3 separate regions of the Mus musculus genome follow, and all the other regions are linked to region 3. Evidence: chromatin contacts called from public HiChIP or PLAC-seq data. All regions are on one chromosome and are shown on one strand. The core of a region is the stretch at or near the end of the contact, and the rest is flanking DNA. Distances in the headings are between cores, read along the strand shown. Region 1 holds the start of Gpnmb (glycoprotein (transmembrane) nmb). Region 2 overlaps Igf2bp3 (insulin-like growth factor 2 mRNA binding protein 3). Region 3 holds the start of Malsu1 (mitochondrial assembly of ribosomal large subunit 1).

Region 1 (2,700 bases), core at 199-2,698, 37 kb before region 3:
TGAAGAAGAGCTTAATATCCAATTTACTTAAAGACAAAGATCACTTATCTAACCAAAAATGCAAACCAGAACTGTATCTGCGACCAAGGGTGCTAACACCTCAGGTGTTACCAGGAGGTTTGCCCAAAGTTGAAAACTTGTTTCAGTTTTTACATTTGCTTGGGGGTTGGGGATAAGGGCACATGCCACGGCTCTTGTGTGAAGATCAGAGGACAACTTGCAAAAGTTAGTTTCTTCTTCCCACCACACAGGTTCCAGGGATTAAACTCAGATCTTCAAGCTTGGTAGGTTAATGTCTTCACCTACTGAACAAGCGTACCAGCACAAAAGCTCGCTTTTCTGATTTTTTTACTTTTGTTTTGTTTTTGAGTCAGGGACTCACTCTGTAGCCTTAGCTTCCCTGGAACTTGCTAAGTAGGACCAGGCTGGGCTTGAACTTAGAGACATCCAGATGCCTCTGCCTCTCTAGTGCTGGGACTGAAGGAGTTCACCGACATGTTTGTTTATTTTACTTATGAGTACATGGTAGCTGTCTTCAGACACACCAGAAGAGGGTGTTCATTTTTAATTGAAAGGTTACATGTGTGTAAACAAGCAGACAGAGCTCTGTATATGATTTATGTTACACAAAAGCAGTTCTTTCCCTTTCTCCTCTGCATTGGAGACTTTTGCTTCTTTGTGGTTGCGTCCACTTCTGCTCCACGTGGTTTTCCCCCACAGGAGCTCTGGTCCCTGAATTACAATGGACTGTAAGTCACTGTGTGCCACAACCAAGACTTCTCCTGCCCAGAAAACAGTCTTAGGGATGTGTCCTGACAGTGAGAGGGTCACAGGGCCAAGTTTCCACAGTCTACAACCAGAAACAGCTTAATCACATGACATTTATGTTCCAGAGACGGGTGATTTCACACCTAATGCTTGCTCTTTGGCAATACAAGTGTGCTTCCCACAAGTCGCCTGAAGTTACTTGGAGCAGCTATCTTAGAGAAGTTACCAAAAATGATGCAGTTCGTTCTGGGCATTCTGCAGAGCCAGGTCGATATGCCAGAAACTTTAGCTTTGGGGTACATTTCTCCTCTGCTTGAAGCCCGTGGGCTGTCCCGAACTTGCAATTTCTGACATAGCATGCAATGTTTGTATGCATGCATGCACAGCACAGTGGCATTGACTGAAATGATACCTTGGATCTGTCTGTTCTGGGGGAAGAGAACGCGGGCTGTCCAGATTCTGGAAAGATGTTTCAGTGTGAGTACCGAAGTGACACAAAAGAGAAACCACAAAGTCCACCAACGACCAGGTTTCGTTTGGTAAAGAATGTCAGAACAGGATGTTAGAAAGCTCCCTTTAAGCTAGGAAAGATGGAGGGGGAGGGAGAGAAAGGGGGGAGGAGCAAATGTGGCATCACAAAATGAAAACACCGTGCATCCGAAGTCAATAAATAGATGCCAGGGGCAAGTGACTCATGAGCACGAGTTGTTAAGCGATGGAATTTGGGAGATCAAGCCACACTGCTTAAAACATCACATGATCTCCCTCTGGCCCCGTATTTCATAAAACAGAGCGGATCGCAGGAGGCCGACACTGTGACTCCTGGTGGATGGGACTGGGGAGTCAGAGTCAAGCCCTGACTGGTTGCAGGCGCTCGGAGTCAGCATGGAAAGTCTCTGCGGGGTCCTGGGATTTCTGCTGCTGGCTGCAGGACTGCCTCTCCAGGCTGCCAAGCGTGAGTCCCGTCCTCTCTGGGCGCTTACACTCGTTGACCCAAATGATGGGCCAGGCCCTTTGACTGGAGTTTGGGGGTCCGCAGACAGGGTCTGTTCCAAATGCTGGGAGTGTGTTCTTTGCTTAGGACTCACGGAGAGCAAAAGCCACGAGGCCCCTGGAAGCTTTTTCCACTCTGGCCAGATTGAGGCTGGAAGGGGAGGACAGCCTGTACCCCAGAATAAAGCAAGTCTCCCAAATCACCCTTATCTGCTTCCTGCTCACAGGGCGGAGCTCTTAAATGAGGCTCTGGCTAACTTTGCGGAACTCCCCCATCCCACCGCATCCTCTGCTCGCTGCAGGGCCAACTGCTGCTTCAGTGCAGATACTGAGGACTCTATGCAGATACTGAGGGGCTCCACCCTGGGCGGATTCTATGGCAGGGGCCCTACTAACAAAGCTTCCTAGTGAGTGGCAGAGGCATCTTTCAGTGTTGGACATACTGGTCTAGCATCCTTGTCCTGACCAGGGTGTAGCTGTCCTGTTCTTAGCGGAGCTAGTGAGCAGGGGAAAGAGAAGGCCCCTCACTTCCAGGGGCCGGAGACCAGCCCGGTCCAGAACCTTGCCTTACCCCGAATGTGGCCGCCTGGCTGGTTGCCAGGCAGTTCCAAAGGAGAGGAGTATCTCGTCACCCCCTGCCTTCTCTTGTGCAAGGCAGGTCCTCGGGTAGGTTGTCCTGGCTGGGGTGGATCCCAGGCCAGGCAGAGTGGAACCGCTGTGGTCCCTGCACCCAAGAATTGCCAGGCAAAAGGGCAAGCAGCCCAGCCCCATCACAGCCGCGCCCCGAACCAGGGATCCTCAAAGCCAGTGATGCCCCAGACTTGGGGCGTCCTGCCTGAGACTCCACCTCTGAGTTTGGATTTTAAACCCAGAGATGGCAGGCAGCGGGTTGACAAACGGAACGGCCCATCTTGTGTCTAGGTGTGGTGCCTTCACAGA
Region 2 (2,700 bases), core at 177-2,676, 55 kb after region 3:
GCAGAAACAGGAGGATCCCTAGCACTCAGTGAGTTCCGGGTCCCAGCAAGAGACTGTGTCTCCAAAAATAAGGTGGTGGGCCAGTGAGATGGCTCGGTCTGTAAAGGTTGCTGCCAAAGCTAATGATCCAAGACCCAGACCTAAGACCCAGAGGATAGAAAGATGGAAATGAGTCTTGGAAGTTGTCGTCTGACCTCTCCATATACAGTAAAACATGTACATACATGCACATGTGCAAATAAACAAATAAAGAAAAAAGAAAAACATGTACATACATGCACATGTGCAAATAAACAAAGAAAAAAAGCATACAAAGCATTGCAGTAATACTAATTTTGAAAGCTACAATATATAGGAGTAAGATTAAAAGATAGAAATCTTAACAGTGCACATTTCTGAATGACATGAAATTTGTCCTGTTGTTTGGTCTACTTCTATTTCTTTTGATTTTTTTTTTTAATTGAGACAGGGTCTTGCTATATAGCTCAGGCTAGCCCAGAACCAACAATCCTCTTTTATCAGTCTTCTACACTTCTTTGCCATAATACATTTATAAACATAATTTTTAAGTCTACACGGGATTTTCCTCCTCATAGTTATTAGCCAAGATACTCTGAATGCTTGTTTTTCTGTTTTTGTTTTTTGAGAAGGGGTTTTCTCTGTGTAGGTTTGGAACTTGATCCATAGATCAGGCCTGCCTGTCTCCTGAGTGCCAGGATTAAAGGCAGGTGCTACTGTCACCTAGCCACTTTGAACACTTTGAATACTTGTAATGGTAACGTCTTTATGAGCTCCAAAGCAATTTGCAAGGATGGTTTCAAAGCCCTGAGAGTTTGTTTTTTTTTTTGTTTGTTTTTGTTTTGGTTTGAGACAGACTCTCATGTAGAGTGGTTTCCCACTTGCTGTGCACCAAGGTTGAGCTGCTGGGATGGCAGGTGTGTACAGCATACCCATCTATGCAGGGCTACCACCAAACCCCAAGCACTCTTCCAACTGGGCTACATCCTTGTCTGCGTTGTGTTCTCTAACAAAAACAGAAATCAGGATGTATAAGCAAAGGAGTGTGTGAGATCAACATGCATACACACTCTAGAAAGTTCTTTTTCATACACACAAACCCTTCAGGAAGCCACATCTGAATGTTCTGACTCAGCTTCCCTGAGACAGGAAGATAGAGAGGAGCCAGAGCCCTAAGCCTCTCTGTACTGAGCAGTTTTTAAAATATCTTTTGAACTTTTATGTCATTATTTAGTAATACAAGATTTAAGCTTAAAATAGGTATTGTATTTTTAATACCTGTGCTACAATCTCTGAAGTTTCTTAGCCACAGGTGGCAGGAATTTCCAAGGTGGAATCTGTCTTAGACAAAGCTGTATCAGAGGACTCCTCTCAAATACAACCAAGGTCTAGAACTGACTGATGGTGAACCACTCCCTACAGCAGCAGAGTGTATTGAAGAGCAGCTGAGCAATTTCCAGCACCTAGGAACATGGTGGAGGAACACAATGGCTGCTCCCCTGAGCTCTCACCACAGTCCAGCATTTTTTTTTAAAGATTTATTTATTATTATATGTAAGTACACTGTAGCTGTACTTATGAGGGCATCAGATCTCGTTATGGATGGTTGTGAGCCACCATGTGGTTGCGGGATTTGTACTCAGGACCAGTCAGTGCTCTTAGCCGCTGAACCATCTCTCCAGCCCTACATTCTAGCTTTTAAGTTAAGTGTTTTAGAAGGAAGAGCTTAGTTACAGCAGCTTTGTGAGCTATGAGAACAGCGATTCCCACTTTAGAGATGAGGATGAACCAGGGATGGCAATCAGATGGTAGAATGTTTTGCTGTTTAGAGACAGGGTTTCTCTGTGTAGCCCTGGCTGTCCTAGATCTTGCTTCATAGACCAATCTGGCCTCAAACTCAGAGTCCTGCCTGCCTCTGCCTCCCAAGTGCTGGGAGTGTACACAATCACCAGATGGTAGAAAAGGAAAGATAGCTTTAAAGGGATTTAAAAAAAAAAAAAAAAAGGCAGAGACATAAGCACAGGACAGGCATCCAGCCATCTCCCCCCCCCCCCAAAACTCCCAGGCTTATCTTGTATGTTCCATGCAACAGGAACTTGGCTCTACCAACCACACATACAGCTCACTGTAAACATAAGATGCTCCCCTCACTGGCCTCCGAGTTTCCTGAGGGTTAAGCCTGTGCTCACTTGCTTCTATCACCACAGGTATGAATGGCTGGACAACATGACCTCAGAGGTGGTATCTTCCTGCTCTTCTTACATGGCAGTTGAAGAACACAACTTGTAAAACATTGAATTTACAATCCTACAATAACATAATGCTCAAGGTCTCATAAAAGAGGTTGTAATTTAAATAAATAAATAAATATGCAAACAAGGAAAACTAAGAAGTTAAACGTGTTAAAAGCTTCAATTTCACTTATGAAATTAAGTAAAATTACCACAACCACTTTCTCCTGCTAGACTGGCAAGGTTTCAGAAAGCCCTGGGAGAATATAGAGAAGCAGTTACACAATTCAAGCAAGTCTAAGCTCTATGAAGATCACACAGTTAAAAACATAGGTCTGGAGCTAGCAGGATGCTCTGTGGGTGAAGGTGTTTTCTGCACACGTCTGATGACCTAAGTCCAACCCACAGAATACACATAAAGGTCTTCACTGACCTTTACATAGTCTACGAC
Region 3 (2,700 bases), core at 36-2,535:
TGAGGCAGGGCTCAGATCTAATCAGAAGGTGGTTGGCTGGCTAACCCCATAACTCATGCACTATTGACTCAGTGGGCGCATCTGGCCTGGCATTGGAATTATCACTCAGGGTAAGTCCACTGATGGCTTTTCTCCCCCAGTGACCTGCATGCCACCTCCTGACTCCATGAAAGCTGGGCAGCAGGTAAGAAGGTTTTAGATTAGTTTCAGCTTGAAAACAAGGAGTGTTGTCTTCACCAATATGTATGGTCTTACCATCTAGTTGTGGGAGACAACCAAAATAGCCTCACTTGTTTTTAGGTGGGCCCATAGCTGCCCTGACCAATAATGTAGGGATGATAGTATCCCAAACCCAGCACTGAGATTTTCATTTAATGACCCATATCTTTCATTTGAAAGCAATCAACCATACCTGATGCCGCCATTCAAACTTTTTTCTTCTTTTTTGTATGATTCATTTTTGTTTTGTGTTTTTAATTTTATGTGTTCAGGTGTTTTGCCTACTTATATGTCTGTACAATATGTTTGTGCACTTCATCTGAAGAGGGCATTTAATACCATTGAAATTAAATTCAGTCTGTACTTTTGACTGCTCAGCCATCTTTCTAGTTCTTGAATTTAGGGTTTTTTGTTTGTTTGCTTTTTTGTTTTTTGGACAGTGGGAAATGGCTAAAAATACTTAATTCCTATCTGACAGGGTTAATTTCTGCATATTTGGGGGAGAGGAAAAACAGAAAGGAGAGAGCTAGAGAGGGTTTGAAGGGGCTGGAGAAAGTGGGAGGGAAGGAGAAAAGGAAAGGAGAAAGAAGAAGAGGAAAGAGAGAGAGAGAGGTAGGAACCCTTTAATTCCTTTTAAGATGTATTTATTTATGTATGCCTACAAGACAGAAGAGGGCATCAGATCCTATTATAGGTGGTTGTGAGCCACCATGTGGTTGCTGGGAATCAATTCTCAGGACCTCTGAAAGAGCAGATAGTGCTCTTAACCATAGAGCCATCTTCTCCAGCCCCATAAAGATTATCTGGGCTCACTTTTTTTTTTCCTTTTCCTTCCTTTCCTTTCTTTTTTTTAAAAAAGAGAGACAAGGTTTGTCTGTGTATCCCTGGGTGTCCTGGAACTCACTTTGTAGAATAGGCTGGCCTTGAATTCAGAGATCTGCCTCGGCCTACCAAGTGCGGAAAGTAAAAGCGTAAGCCACCACCATCCACACGGTCCTCCTCATTCCTTAAACTACTCCCCAGGCAATCCGTCTAAATCACCGTTTCCGGTTACAGACCCGCCCACTTCGTGACGTAGAATCCCGGAGCCGCCCGGAAGCTCCACCACCTCCCCCCAGAGAAGTCGCGGCGAGAGCTATGGGTCCGGGCTGGTCGCCCGCGCGGCGTTTATGGCCGCTGCTGTGGCGCAGGGCGGTCTTCCAGAGAGCCGGCCCCGCAATGGCTTCGGTTCCCTGGCTTCCGCGGCTGGCAGAGCGATGGCTTCCCGCGAGGCCCGCGACCTGCCTGACCCCGAGCCTAACGCGCGGCCTGCACCATGGGCCTCAGCCCGAGGAGCGGACCGCTGGCGACGCTCGCCTGCAGCCCGGACCCGCAGGTACGCGGGCAGGACACCTGGTGGCCCGGCCTGACCCAGGCGGCCCTGGGCTTTCCTGTGCGCTTCGGGGGCAAGAGAAATAGCCATTCGCGCAGACGCAGAGCTGGAAGGGATTTGGGAGGTGGTCGGCACCAACTTTGCTTTGCGTACCCGAGAGTCCTAGAGGGAGGCTAAGGTAGCGTGTTGTCGTCAAAATTCCAGTCATAGAGCGGGCAACATCCGGCTCTTGGCTTCACAGCCCAGGATCCACCCCGTCTCACGATCTGCCCAGGGTCGTAGCAGGTGGACTGGTTGGTCTTAGTAGCACTAGTCCTAGCAGCCTCGTTTCTTCATATCTGTTGAAGGCTGTGGACCAGGTATTGTCTTGAGAACCCGCCTACCATACAGTATAGTTAAGTAACCTTTTTAATCTGCGATTCGATTTAACGTGTGCCCTAGGATATTGTCCTCTCCCTCAAATCATGCCGCTGGTTGTTGTGTAGCATCTCTGCATTTGTGGAGTGTTGTTCCTTTCAGTACTAGTAAATAGAAAGACATTTGCTTCTGCTTCCGTTTGGTAATCGCAGTATCCAGTGTCCGTAATCTGAACCTTCTACCTAGGAAAGCTGAGCAGTGCTTTAGGGAACTGTTGTCCGGGTTCAGTTTTAAGCTGGTTTTTGGTTGGTTGGTTTAGTTTGTCTTGAATGGAGATGGTATTAGGGGTTGGACCCAGGGCCACGTACATGCCACCACTGAAGCACACCTTCAGTCTTTTAGTTTAAAAATAAAAAATCTTTAGACCTTGTCTTTCTGAGTTGCTCAGCCTAACATTGAACCTGGGATCCTCCTGCCTAGTGTTCACCAAAGCATTTTAGATATAAATACACTTGTAGGGGGAGCAGTTCCACTGTCTCCAGGAGACTTCGTGTCAGTCTGCTTCTGTAGACAAATGTAGGTCTGTATTCTCCTCAGCCATCTGACACAAGCGTTTCTGCATTTTCAGATCACATTGGTGCCAAGTTTGACATCGATATGCTGGTTTCACTTCTGAGGCAAGAAAATGCAAGAGACATTTGTGTGATCCAGGTTCCTCCAGAAATGAGATACACAGACTACTTTGTGATTGG

Evidence for each region. HiChIP or PLAC-seq counts read pairs in DNA pulled down with a chosen protein or histone mark.
Region 1: an H3K27ac HiChIP or PLAC-seq map of embryonic stem cells shows a contact between it and region 3, with 10 read pairs. The contact joins the promoter of Gpnmb here to the promoter of Malsu1 in region 3. A contact is called at or near these places in 5 of 39 promoter capture datasets (cranial neural crest, embryonic stem cells, frontonasal cranial neural crest and 2 more), 5 of 484 Hi-C or Micro-C datasets (CD4 T cells, embryonic fibroblasts, embryonic stem cells and 2 more), 7 of 115 datasets of contacts at active chromatin or transcription factors (the SCID.adh cell line, effector CD8 T cells, embryonic stem cells and 2 more) and 3 of 9 other capture datasets (adipose tissue, liver and pancreatic islet).
Region 2: a contact with region 3 is called in a BATF HiChIP or PLAC-seq map of CD8 T cells, with 17 read pairs. The contact joins the enhancer-like site here to the promoter of Malsu1 in region 3. A contact is called at or near these places in 2 of 39 promoter capture datasets (cranial neural crest and macrophages), 9 of 484 Hi-C or Micro-C datasets (B cells, CD8 T cells, Th1 cells and 6 more), 14 of 115 datasets of contacts at active chromatin or transcription factors (the 230-238 cell line, CD8 T cells, the SCID.adh cell line and 6 more) and 3 of 9 other capture datasets (adipose tissue, embryonic stem cells and pancreatic islet).

The regions. Positions count from the first base shown.
Region 1 is chr6:49,035,070-49,037,769 of GRCm38.p6, forward strand. Gpnmb (glycoprotein (transmembrane) nmb) reads left to right here and starts at 1,449. Exons shown (of 11, transcript NM_053110.4): 1 at 1,449-1,723. The coding sequence starts at 1,654.
Region 2 is chr6:49,127,330-49,130,029 of GRCm38.p6, forward strand. All of the region lies in intron 5 of Igf2bp3 (insulin-like growth factor 2 mRNA binding protein 3), which reads right to left. It also overlaps a transcript of Malsu1 not described here. Among named protein-coding and RNA genes, the nearest start is that of Malsu1, 55 kb to the left of the region's middle. Within about 2 kb of position 1,427, at least 10 of the 459 cell types and tissues checked have an H3K27ac peak or open chromatin away from gene starts, as enhancers often do. A contact at or near this core is called in CD8 T cells, Th1 cells and Th2 cells, where this site is marked.
Region 3 is chr6:49,072,510-49,075,209 of GRCm38.p6, forward strand. Malsu1 (mitochondrial assembly of ribosomal large subunit 1) reads left to right here and starts at 1,286. Exons shown (of 4, transcript NM_029353.1): 1 at 1,286-1,594; 2 at 2,577-2,700. The coding sequence starts at 1,357.